2 separate regions of the Mus musculus genome follow, and region 2 is linked to region 1. Evidence: chromatin contacts called from public promoter capture Hi-C data. All regions are on one chromosome and are shown on one strand. The core of a region is the stretch at or near the end of the contact, and the rest is flanking DNA. Distances in the headings are between cores, read along the strand shown.

Evidence for each region. Promoter capture Hi-C pulls out the DNA fragments that hold promoters and counts their contacts.
Region 2: a promoter capture Hi-C map of pre-B cells shows a contact between it and region 1. The contact joins the promoter of Zfp53 here to the promoter of Pdcd2 in region 1.

Annotation. Positions count from the first base shown.
Region 1 is chr17:15,523,266-15,529,631 of GRCm38.p6, forward strand. Pdcd2 (programmed cell death 2) reads right to left here and starts at 4,036. Exons shown (of 6, transcript NM_008799.2): 1 at 3,726-4,036; 2 at 3,108-3,347; 3 at 2,004-2,135. The coding sequence starts at 4,008.
Region 2 is chr17:21,487,034-21,493,833 of GRCm38.p6, forward strand. Zfp53 (zinc finger protein 53) reads left to right here and starts at 1,955. Exons shown (of 5, transcript NM_013843.3): 1 at 1,955-2,232; 2 at 4,193-4,283. The coding sequence starts at 4,223.

The DNA.
Region 1 (6,366 bases), core at 2,786-5,285:
TTAACCTCTTTCTCCTTGCAGTCCAAACAAGTTCTCAGCTACAACACAGTAACCTCAGGGAAGCATTTTAAAAATTTTATCTTGTAAATGTTGAACATATACTATAGTTAATTGTCAAATACCAAGAATCAGCTTCAAATCAAATTCAAGACCTCCAAGTCCCTTTATTTTATCTACAAGTAATTTTTGATGATCAATGAGATTTCTGTTTTTCAGAACCAGAAATTGAATCAATTCCTGGTACACATTAGGCAAAATGCTCTATGCTGGGTTCAACCCTCATCGCCTTTATTCTTCTAGGTAGGGTCTCACAAATTTGTTCAGGCTTGACTTGAATTCAAAACTGAACTTCAAACCTGCCTTTAACCTCCTGAGTCGCTGGGATTATATGTCTATCACTGGACCCAATAATAACTCAATTCTTTTATTTTTTGAGACAGGATTTCAATGTGTGTAGCCCTCCTGGAACTCACTCTGTAGACCCACTGGCCTTCAACTCAGAGATCCTGCCTCTACCTCCCTATTGCTGAGAAAACCATGATAACTGAATTCTTAACTATTAACTTCTTCAAGTTCTTATAATAACTACTTCCTCCCTAGTTCTAGAGTCAATCACCTCTCTAAATACAACATTTTATAGATATGGAGTCTAACTACAAATAAGACGGTCATTATTTCTAAATCTTTGTTGTAGATAAATGTAGTTGCCGGCATCTTCCAATATAAATTCAGACCTTCATCTTTTTGCAAATCTGTACTACTCTTTTCCCAGACCCAATACATAAATTTACTCAGTAAAATAACAGCAGTCAGGTATAAAATGATGTAACTAAGACCTGTAATATTTGCACTCTGGAAGTGGAAGCAGAAGACAGTTCAAGGCCAGCTTGGCCTCCATGAGAATCTGTCTCAAACTGAAAGAAAAACATGTGCATTTAACTTTTTCAGCTTTTTTCTTCATTCATGGAATATATTTTACTAGGAATCTACTGTCAAGTCACTGGCTTGGATTAAGTAGTTCTGTAATTCAAACACTTTTAGGGTTGCGTCTTATATAATGATTACTTATATAGATGATTGCTGAGTCTTACACTCAACTCTTGAGTACACCAGCCCTCCCAATAACATCCTTTCTGAAGGAAAACACTTTCATGACTACCAATTGTAAAAACATGAGCAACAGTACACGCGTGAGCAGACAGTGTAGTTACGTCCAGGTAGTTCCTATGGCACATGTGTTCTGAGAGAATATTTTGCAGAAATGTATGTAAGTATGTATGTGCACGTCAAGGCCGGAAGAGAGCACTTGGATCTGGAGTTAGAAAAGTGCCATGTAGGTTTTAGGGACCAAACCTAGGTCCTCTGCAAGACTAGTAATTGCTTGTAACCTCTGATCTATCTCTCCAGTCCTTCATTATTGTGTCAGTCACAAGACGTTTTACTTGGCTAAGCTTTCTATGGTCTCCCTTCTGAGAATAAGCCCTCCCCCTGATGACTGGGTACCATTCTTCCTGCAAATGAGGCCATAAACTGAGACTCTAATTTAGTTCTATAAACCTGACTTTATGGTTTAAAAGTTCAGATTCTAGAGTAAGATCTAAGTTCTTTGTTCAAACACAGGATACCTAGAACTTCAGTTTGTTCACTGGAAGCATGAGGCAAAGTGTGTCGCTGGGTGTTTGAGCCCATGAATAAGCAATCTTGAGGCAGGGTGAATGCTGGACTGATGATCAGCACCTGTGTGGGCCAACAAAGACACAGCCCCAAAGCATGGACTCTAGAGGAAGTAGCCAAAGGATGTATGTGAAAGTGGAGCTAAAAGACTACATTACAAAGGACCTCTCTTGTCAGACGTTCTGTAGTGACTTAGGCTCTATAATCTTCTACCAAGACGTTCTCTGCCTCACCACAGATACACACTGATGGTGCCTTTCCTCCCTGCCGTTTTCCCCCTAAGGTATATTTGGTCATAGTACTGTAAAATTGATGCACAGACTCCTTACCCATGCTTCCTGTAACTTCAGAATAATCCTCCATTTCCACAACCTCAGGCAAAATTTCATCTTCTGTTTCTGTTACAATTTCAAATTCTGGAAACAGGAAGTTGTGGTCTGGAACCATATGGTCTATTTTGTCTACAATAAAGTTATTAGCATCATTAATAAACATTGAGTTTTGAGGACCTAAAATTTTCCCATTTCTAAGACGTTAAGTTCTGAGACCTGTGTTGTTGAGTGAATTCATCACAGTTGAACATCAGAGCTGCTATGGAATAGGGCAATCACTATGTAACCTCATACAAGCCATCACATGAAGTAATAGACAGTAAATGTGTGTGTGACACTGCTACATATATAACATGGCTTATTGTCAGTAGACAGGCTCTTACTATGTTGCCTAGATTGCCCTCTAACTCCAAATCCTCCTGCAGCTGGCACTCGAGTGCCAGGACCACAGATAGGCACCACCACTACGAGCTGAGTAACAACTGTTAGCACTTGCTTGTTCTTAAGTATTAGATATTATACACAATACCTAACACTAAAGATCTGTTTACACCAACAAAAGCATGAATAAAGTGGAGAGATACAGTCTACAAAGACACTGAACAATTAAGAATTCATTATTCGGATCAGGGATGCATGAATGTGATTGTAACGCTTTTTGCATGACCACGGTTAACTACTCTTAATAATACTACCTGTTAATAAAGCTGGTTGTACTAACCAGTACCCCAGAGCTCGTGTCTCTAGCTGCATATGTAGCAGAAGATGGCCTAGTCGGCCATTACTGGGAAGAGAGGCCCCTTGGTCTTGCAAACTTTATATGCCCCAGTACAGGGGAACACCAGGGCCAAGAATCAGGAGTGGGTGGGTAAGGGAGCAGGGCTGGGGGGGGGGGGGGGGGTATAGGGAACTTTCGGGATAGCATTTGAAATGTATATAAAGAAAATATCTAATAAAAAAATAAAGCTGGTTGTGTTTTAGATTAGCGAAGTGTTCATGTTACCAGTTCCTAAAACTTTTAAAGTATGTTTTCTAATTTCAAGTTTAACCAGAAACTGGAGTACCTCAGTTGACAGAGACGGTAAGGCTAAGTTGTCTTACCTGACTGTGTACAAGCCTGCTTGTGTCCCAGCCGCCAGTCTAATGTCTGATGCTCCTTGCTGCAGTAATGTGCCTGTTTGCACCTAGAGCATGTCATAGGGGCCAAGCAACCACAAACCCGACAGAGATGGGCTCCAGACTTGAGCTGGAGGCACACACATTCCGTACCCAAAGCTTCTGTTTCAGAAGGGGGCTCATAGGAGTAGAATGCGTTGTTCCTTGGTAGCTGATTACGAAAAACTGAAATGAAGAGGAGAAAGGGGTACGTGAGATTATCTTTCCGTGAAACAAAATAATTGAAACATTTGAACCGTTTTCGGTGCTTCACCTCATAAAACCTCATTTAAGGAAAACCTAAGGTTTTTGCTTTCGGGGTGGGGGGGCGGTTTTTATATGAAAGGGAATAAAAATAAAAGCTAAAGAGCTTTTAAACCCGGGAAGAGTTCCGTCTGACAAGAGAAATTGGCTTTAAGGAGTCCGTGCCCAGGATGAAAGGGACACGATTCTAAGACAATTCCGGTACCTGAATACAACCACTCGCGCCAACCGATCGTCCTACGTCCAGGGTTCAGCCCCCGTGGCAACCCTCGCCCGGGTCCTGTCCCGGCGGCCGCTCACCTCGCAGGCCGGCGCAGCACGGCGGCTCGCGACAGCAGAAGAGAAAGAGGCTGCGGTGGAAGGCGTCGTCCCGGCCCGGCAGCGGTGCGTACACCTGCAGCAGGAAGGCGAGCGGGCGGCCGCAGCGCGCACACGCCAGCGCCCCGGGCCCCGGCAGCTCCGCCAAGCCCAACCACGCGGGCCGCCCGCCCACTTTGCTGGGAAACTGCTCGCTGCGCAGCCTCCAGGCCGGTGCCTCCTCGGCGAAGCCCAACTCCACAGGACCAGGGGCGGCTGCAGCCATGCTCGCAGCAGGACTCTGCCACCAGGCCGGAAGAGGGCGGTCACGTGTTAGGCCGGAAGGCGGGAGGCGGGGTCAGATCTCGAGCTGGGACCGGACTGGAGGTAACCCTATAGGCAGGAAGCAAAAGTGAATAAAGGACGCTGGTGAGCAAGACTACCTCCATCGAACTGTCACTGTTTCTGGGGATCCGAAGGCCGGAAGCTCTTCAGACCTCTGAGATTAGGGTGTCGGTTGTAGATCCTCAGGTTGGAGTGAGGGAAGTGGGGGCATTCTCAGCACTCGGGGACAAAAGACAAACTTTAATTAGTTCGCAGCTGTAGCCTTTCGCTATTGGGTAAGAGACTCAGCCCGGATCAGAAACATTTCATGGTTTATGCCGTTAGATATTGTCATAATCTTTGTGATTATCTTAGAGTGGTCTTTTAAAATCTCTGCTTCAAAAGAGGTTTTTCCCGGAGCTGAGCAAGTTTTACAGAAGCTGAATTTTCAGATTTTTATTATGACAGTTTCTCTAGCAAATGGAACTTGCTAAGTGGATATTGGTGGTGGTCACTTCTTAAGGGAGAACAAATGCGTGCTTCCTTTGGAAGAGAAAGGGGCAAGTAGGCTTCCCAAAGCAGAAGTTAGCAGTTTAGGTTATTCTGTTATCTCAGAACAGAGAGTTTCTTATTCTCTTATCTTAGTTTTATGAAACTGAATACATCCTAAGTAATGTCGCCAATCATAATTAATGTTGAAGTTTGCTATTTTTATCTTCTCTTTCAAAGGGAGGCTCTGTTCTCCTGTGGAAGAATTGAGGTTGGGGGCGAACCCACACAGACCCTTGAAACCTGTCCTCATGCAGTTAAAGGATGTTCAAAACTGGGGTGGAGGAGAAAGATGACCGGATACAGTTGAGGAGGAGCACTCGAAACAAACGTAAATCATAGCGCTCTGCTTCACACAGTTGGGTGCTCCCATACTCGCTGCCCTGTGTGTTGGATTTAGACAGGAAGCAAGATGTAAAGACAAAACAACAGTGGGTTTTTTGGCTAGTGTAAACAAGAATTCCTGGAAAGGAGCTGTCTACAAAGTCTGGTTAACTAATAAAACTTTTTGACTTTGAAGAGTTTAGAATCTTTAGAAATGGTACTATTTCTCTTGGGTTGTCTTTAGCCCCTTAAAGATACCTTAGTGGCCGCTTTTGTGTCAGACCTAACACCTTGATAAACAGATAAAGACTATTGGACTGTATTAACAAAATGCTATTCTCCACCAATCAAAAGGCTAACAATGCTATCAGATGGTGTCTCAGGTCTGTACTGAGATTCCTCTGTAACTACTTAATGTTTCCACAAATGCATTCATTGTTAAAATACCTTGATTTCAAATTTCCTTTTTGTTCTGTTACTATAAAAACTCCATGAAAGTGCTTCCACACTGGAACATATAGTACTTGGGAAGACATGAATATATGTTCCCGGGCTACGATCATTCAAATTTGGCTCCGAATGAACTTTTAACTCCCTTTGAGGTGAGAGCTGTAGTTTTTGCGTCAATATTCGTAATGGAACTGAATGAAGTGGGTTCCCATCTTGGTTCGTGCAGAGCCAAATAAAGCCCACCCAAGACAGAAGAGTGAGCACATCAGTGGCCTTGCTGAACAACACAATCAAGTAGATTTTATTTATGTGAAATAGGAGGCTTCATTCCTGAGGAGTTTAGAGGGGTCAGCCTATTTCTGAACTTGCTGAGTTAAAGAGCATGCTTGTGATCTTGCTCAATTTAAGGTAACTTTAAATCCTCCTCCACTTCCCTTTTTCTTTCAGACACAGTGTTTCCACGTGTTGTATAAGTCAGACCTTGAGACCAAACTACATCGGAAAGTTGGAGAATTTGTCTTTATTATGTTGGCAAGCCTACTTGGCAGACACATAAATCTACTGCTCTGAGGAGTTCAGCCCTGGTGCAGAGTTTACATTTATAGATAGCCCAGCATTATTTTCTACCTTCTGAGTTATGGGTGAGTTTAGCCTGTGAGTAAAGGCAATGGGTGAGGTGAGATGGGATTGAATTTTAGCTACATAAATAAGGCCCATGAGCAACCATATTTACAGAAGCAGAAACTATGAGGTTAGAACAGTTATTTTGTAATTGTCTGTTTCTTACCAAGAGGGAGGTGTTCTGCTGACACGAGTGTATAGAAGCAAAAAATACATAAACAGGACATAAAGACATGGCCACGATGCCCTGCCTTTAAAAAGAAAAGCTGGGAGCCGAAGAGATGGTTCAGCAGTTAAGAGCACTAGCTGTTTTGGAGGACCTGGTTCAACCTGCATGGTGCCTCACAACCTCTAATTTGTTCCAGGAGATGCAACA
Region 2 (6,800 bases), core at 705-3,204, 6.0 Mb after region 1:
TGGCTACTTCCATAATTTCTGTTCCACCATTGCCATGCCATCTTGTGGGCAGGACAGATGGTAGGTCACAAGTTTTGTAGCTGCTGCAGTCATACCTTAAAGCTCCATTTCATTATTGCATTTCACATACTTTTTAATTGTGAGGAAAAATTCAAGATATGCAAACAGAAATTTCTCCCTAAATATAGTGACGATCTGATCAGAAAATAGAATTTGGAAAATCATTCCTTAGATTTCTCTATTCTGTCTTTTCTTCATATACTGAGTACAGTACTGTGATAGACGTTTGTGTTCTTTCTAAATATTCTTTCATTAGTCATGGGCTACCTCAGAGAACACATGGATTATTACATTCAAGTTAGATCTGGTCACCTGTCTGAGGCAAATGAGATTGCCCAGAAACATGGAGATGATATAGCCACAACCATGGTGGGCAAGTGAATGAGCAGGACACAACAGGTGTCCTGCCTGTTGTAACTGTTAGAAGACATTGCACCTTATTGTATCTGAATTACAGTGACTTAACACTAGTATAAAACAAAATTTACTTGACTATGCTGATGTCAGATTGGAATTTTTTTTTTTTACAAATATAAACCTAATGTGAGTCCATGAAGTAGCATTGTTCTGTAATTGCCTTCCTTATATGTAGGTATTCATTCATATTACATCCTTCATTTTCTTCTCAGTGGAGGATACACTGATACCCTTCTGGTAAATGATCTCAGGAGTCATTGTAGAGAGTTGACTTGAGAATAACTGTAAAAGGAAAGTTAAGAAACACAACAGTGTGTGGAACTCAGACAATGGAGGAAAGAAATAAGCAATAGCTGTCCACTGCAGACCTGCCTCAAATCATCTAGAAACTCTGACATCTGGCAGAATATTTGCTTTACATCAATAACTTTTGAAGAATCTAGTGATTCTATCTCTCTCTCTCTCTCTCTCTCTCTCTCTCTTTTTCCCCCCACCCCCCGGAAAGAAAGAAAAGGCCTTTGATGTTTTAAATGGAGCCTTTAATATTACAAAGTCTGGGTCATCAAAACAGTAATCTTCATTATGGTACATTAGTTTACCCAAGTATTGTGAATCTGAGTGCATTAAATTCTTCTTCATCAATTTCTGAGAAAAAATATTTAAAAACAGAAACATGTACTCTGAGTTGCACCCTAAAGCTGATTACTGATTTCTCAATTATTTGTTTCATCTTGGTTTTTCTGAAAATCCATGCAATTATAGTATAAGAAAATGTTAACTCCCCAGAGGTCTACTTACAAATCACAACTGTGTAAGTAATGGAAACATAAAGTTAAGAAACTTGCAAAAGCTTTTAATGAAGTTTAAATCTTAAAACACCGCAATTTATATTAAACTAAAATTATGCAAAGGTAACTGGGGACCACTGATGTGGTTCATAGACATCATAGGCGGGTAGGACTTTTCAATGGCTTCTTCCTTTAAGCTGTTTATCAGGTAGGATTTTTCTTTATTTTAAAACGAAGACTATGTTCCACGTTCCTGAAAAGTCTCTCCCCAAATCAAAATTGCAGTATATGGTTTTGAGTTCTCACGTTTGCATTTTAATAGATGGCATTCTGGCATCTGAATTTAGCCTGTTTTGCTCTTTGGTATATATTATATGGCCCAGAGGCTCATAGTCCAATGGGGGTGTTAGGATGCCTATTTTGTATCTGACGGGTTCAGAACTCACTATGGGGGTCAGATACCGGGATGCTGCGTCATATCAGATCCAGTTCTGGTCCAGGCTCGCAACAAGCAGGTGGGAAGACCGTGCAGATCAAGGCCAGGTCAGCCTTACAGCTGGATCTGTGGGAGGAAGCCTGAGACCGAGTGGGAGGGACTGATTTCCGTGGGGCGGAGCCACTCACCCGGAAGCAGAGGATGGGAGGATGTTACACATTGGCTGGGTGTAGAGGAAGGGTGTGGAGTGGGCGAGTTTAGAGGAGTGACCAGCAGGGATACTGAGATGCAATGTGTGTGAGCCTAAGGAATTGAGGCTAAATAGTCAGAGCCTAAAGTGTTAAGAACGCGTTTCCGGCCTAGGGTCTGCACTGTGTGGAGTCGCGTGGTGCAGACTTGCCTGCAGAGCACACGGCCGGGGTCTCGCGGGACCCGTGAACCCCCAAAGCTACAGGTGCCAGGCGGGGCGTCCTGGGAGAGTCAGCAGCGCCGCGGCGGGAACAGCAGCCTGGCGGCCCTGGAACCTTCCAGGTCAGAGGAGCTGCGGGGCTGCAGAACGGGCGGGAGTGGAGCAGAGCATGATCAATGTCTCCGCAACTCATAAAGATGACAGCTCTCAAAACTGTGCTGTTGGATGTCTTACCCTCGTCGATACATTTTTCAATAATATTGACTGAATAGTGCTATTTTTAATTGATCTTCTACCCTCCACATATTCTCCTACGAATAACCTAGTAGAACATTTAAATTTATCGGTTGATATTTGCAAACGCGGTTCTCTTTGCTATGGTGGAAAGGACAAAGCTCTTGAGATTTTCGATTATCCATACTAACTTCCGTGTGCTACCACTTCCTTATTCAAGAGAGTGGCATATGGACCTAGGGACTATGATTCCATGAAAGCTTCTAGATATTAGTCATGAAAGGAACACCTGCAAATTTAATTAAGAGTACAATTTGTTGTGAGTTCCACAGGTATGGATGTAAACATTAACTTTTAAAAGTCAACGTTTTATCCACCATTAATTTTTCATCTAAAACTCTGTGTATTCACTCTGTGATGTAAATATAGCGTTGTGAAAAGGGTGCCGCCAGGCTTGGTGACACTCATCTTTTATCTCAGCAGTCAGGAGACAAAGACAGATGGATCTCACTGAGTTTGTAGGCCAACCTGATCTACATCGTGAGTTCCAGGACTACCACAGCTACATTGTGAGACCCTGTCTCCAAAAACTTAAATATAAATACAACAACAAGACAAACAAGGGGAAGGAAGAAGGAAGGATGGATAAGAGGGAGGGAAGGAGAGAAAAAAAGTAAGGAAGGCAGGCAAGTCAGACAAAAAAAATTTTTTTTTGTCTTCTTCTGAGTTCTTAATGTTGCAAATTAGAGCCTGGAAAATCACAGTATGCTGTTTGAGGGAATCAGGCTACAGGGTTTTCACAGTTAGACAGCATTTGGTGGTGGTACACACCTATATTCCCAACACTCCAGAGGCAGAGGCAGGTGGAGTTCTTTGCCAGCCTGGTCTACAGAATGAGTTTAAGGAAACCCAAGGCTGCACAGAGAAACCCAGTTTTGCAGCAAAAAGAAAGAGACAGAGAGAATGAAACAAAATTAAAAGGCATTAATTATAGTATATGACAATATTAGAAATAATCTTGTGAATAATTATAACTCATCTACATCAGAAAATATCTGCAATCTTGTTTTGTTAATGGTTCAAGAAAAGCATTCTGCCCATGGACACATGACTAAACTGTTATGGAAAAGTCACCATTGTAGACCAGGCTGGACTGGAATTCATAGATTTCTACCCACCTCTATTTCCTCAGTGCTCACATTAAAGTTGTGCACCAGCAGGAATGTTCAAACTGTTATCTTTTATTTTGTGGTCTGTTGACAATCAGTGGTGTGACTCTGGACTTCTCCCAGGAGGAGGGGCAATGCCTGGTCTCTGCTCAGAGGGCTCTGTACAGACTGCATGTTGCAGAATTGGAACTCTGATTTCTGTGGGTGAAAATAGTTTTCTTGCTGTCTCCCTTGCTCCTCCTTTGGGTTCTTGGCAAATTAGACTGCAAGTATGTGAGATTTCTGTGGATGAGTCTCACATTCTACTGAGTAAGGTGAAATCCTCACAGGAACAAAGACCGATTTCAGGAAATGCTTTCTCTTCTTTGGGGTGTTCCTTTGTGAGTATAAGGCTTCCATAATTTTTAATCCAGGATAAATTTAGAACCTCACTAGTATATAATATTCTCATCCCAGTCATTCAGGTCCATTTCTGCCTCTGAGATTAAACTGGGCTGTGATTGGACGTGTGGTTCAAGTTGTGGTAACTGAAAATATTTTTTTGAATATTTTCAGTACTCCAACACTATGTGACAGTGGGAAGGGTTCACTGTAGAATCCTCAATTTCGTTTCTCTTAACCTACTGAGCACATGTTAGAAATCCAGGTGCTTTCTGAGGAATCTCTTTCTCATGTGCAGGGCTCACTGATCACCCAGACCAGCTCACCTATGGAGCAGAACAAAGAGACCTGGAAGATGGAGAGACAGGAGGCAGTAGCTAAGGATCCAGGTATGTTGGAGGATTGGTGAAGTGATGGCAAGGAATTCAAGTGAATGTGGAAGTGGGTCATGAAATTAGTTTTGCCACATTCTGTGTCACTAGAAATAATTCAGGATTATCTATTTTAGAAGTGAGAAGACTTTCTACAGAAGAACTGATACTAGAAGGGAAATAAAAATTTATTTGACTGTGCATGTGAATAATGCTGTCCTTATTCCATGTACATCACTGATCATGTCTACATACCAATATTAAATAGTTTTCATCTCAGTGTTTTTAATATATTATAGAATGATGAAAACTAATGCCTCTAGGTTTATTTATTGTTTTAAGAATTTCTGATCTTTTGGTATTCTAGCACATTCTCTATATTTTCTTCATTCTGAAAATAATGCCAACTGAGGTTTGGTAAGAATCAAGAGATTCTTGATAAGAATCAAGAGATTTTTGATAAGAATTAAAAAAAAAGAATCAAGAGATTATTTGCAGACTATTAAACTGTGTCTGTTATGTCTTCCCATGGACATCTCCTATTGTCTGTTGTCCTGACAGCTCTAAGTGATTTCCATTGCTCTATTTTTAATATACTTTGAGATCACCTCCAGGTGAGATATTTCTTTCTGGCTCTTTTCTGTTCCTTGGTACTATAGGTTTATTTTTAGTAAAATATGAAAATAGAGTTTTTAATAGGAATTAGTTTTAATAGGAATTGGTTTTTTAGGCCAGATTGTGGTAGTGCAGTCCTTTAATCCTAGCACTTTTGGGGAAGAGGCAGGCAGATCTCAATGAGTTCTAGGCCAGCCTCATCTACAAAATAAGTTCTGGGACAGCCATGGCTACACAGAGAAATGCTGTCTTGGAAAAAAAAAAAATATATATATATATACATATATATATATGTGTGTGTGTGTATATATATATATACACACACACATATATATTGTTGCTCAGTATCTTGTATCTTTAGATATGAAATGGATTTTTTGGTAGGAAAAAAATATTTTAATTTCCGCTTTCAATTTTTTGAATACTGTTTACATCTTTAGCTTAGGAAATGTTATCCATTTACATTTCAAGAAATTGCTGAAAAGATACATTTGGTATTGTTTAGGAACAGGAGTGTGGACACTGACTAGACAGAATTGGAATCTCTGTATATTGAATTTACAGGATCTTATAGCCTGTAATGTAGAGCTTTTTAATAGGTACATATTGGCCACTTCAGCTGCTGTTGAGCATGGAGGATTCAATTCGTTTGCTTATTTATTGGTTATATTATCATTTGTTTCCTTTCTAATGTTTTGATTGATTCTGAATTCTTATTCATTGTTCTGTAGATAGGTAGCTAACGAGTGCGTCTACAGTGTATTCTGTCTCTTTATACTTTTAGTTATTGTTATTTCCCTGGATGTTTTTCATTTTATACAATACTGTTTGTTAGTCGCTGTTCTTATATCAAGTGTTTTCCTCTTTTTGTTACTCTGCAATATTCACTGTTTCAGATCATACATAAAGGTCTGTGATTCTAAGAGAGACTTAAACCCAGGTTCATGTTTTTATAGATGAATAGATAATTTTTCCAGTACCACTGTTTCAAGAGGCTGTCTAGTCTGCAACCCGCGCTTGAGGGATTTTGGTTTTAGTCACATGATCATTGCTATTGGGCAGGTACAAGGTATGCTGCTCCACTCCATTGGGCTGATCTGTAATCACACTGGGATAGCTAAAGCATTTCAACAACTTCCTGAGGTTGTTTTGTACCCAGGAAATTTTTGGGTCAATATAAATTCTGGGTTTCTCTTAGAATTCTAATTCTCTGAAGGCTATTGTGGGAAGTTTAAATATAATGCTATTTGAAATGAAGATATAAATCACTTTCACATATACAGCAAGTTTCACAATAATATACCTCATTCTTTTTTTTAAAATTAATTTATTTATTTACTTTACAACCAATATCAGCCCCCCTCCACCAAGTACCCCCTCATACAGGTGATACCCCTTCCCCCATCCTCTCCTCCCTTTCTCCTCTGATAAGGAGGACTATCACTACCCCATGGTACATCAAGTCTGGTCGTTTGACTATGATTGACCCAGGGAATGGCACTATTAGGAGGTATAGCCTTGTTGGTATAGGTGTGGCCTTATTGGAGGAAGTGTGTCTCCATGGGTGTGGGTTTTAAGACCCTTGAACTAGCTGGCTGGAAGCCAGTTATATCCTAGCAGCCTTCAAATGAAGATGTAGAACTCTCAGCCTCCTCCTGCACCATGCTGGCATGGATAATGCTGTGCTCCTGCCTTGAGGATAATGGACTTTACCTCTGAACCTGTAAGCCAGCCACAATTAAATGTTGTCCTTACAAGAGTTTCTTTGGAGCCGGGCAGTGGTGGTGCACACCTTTAATTCCAGCACCTGAGAAGCAGAGGCAGGCGGATTTCTGAGTTTGAGGCCAGCCTGGTCTACAAAGTAAGTTCCAGGACAGCCAGGGCTACACAGAGAAACCCTGTCTAAAAAAAAAGAAAAGA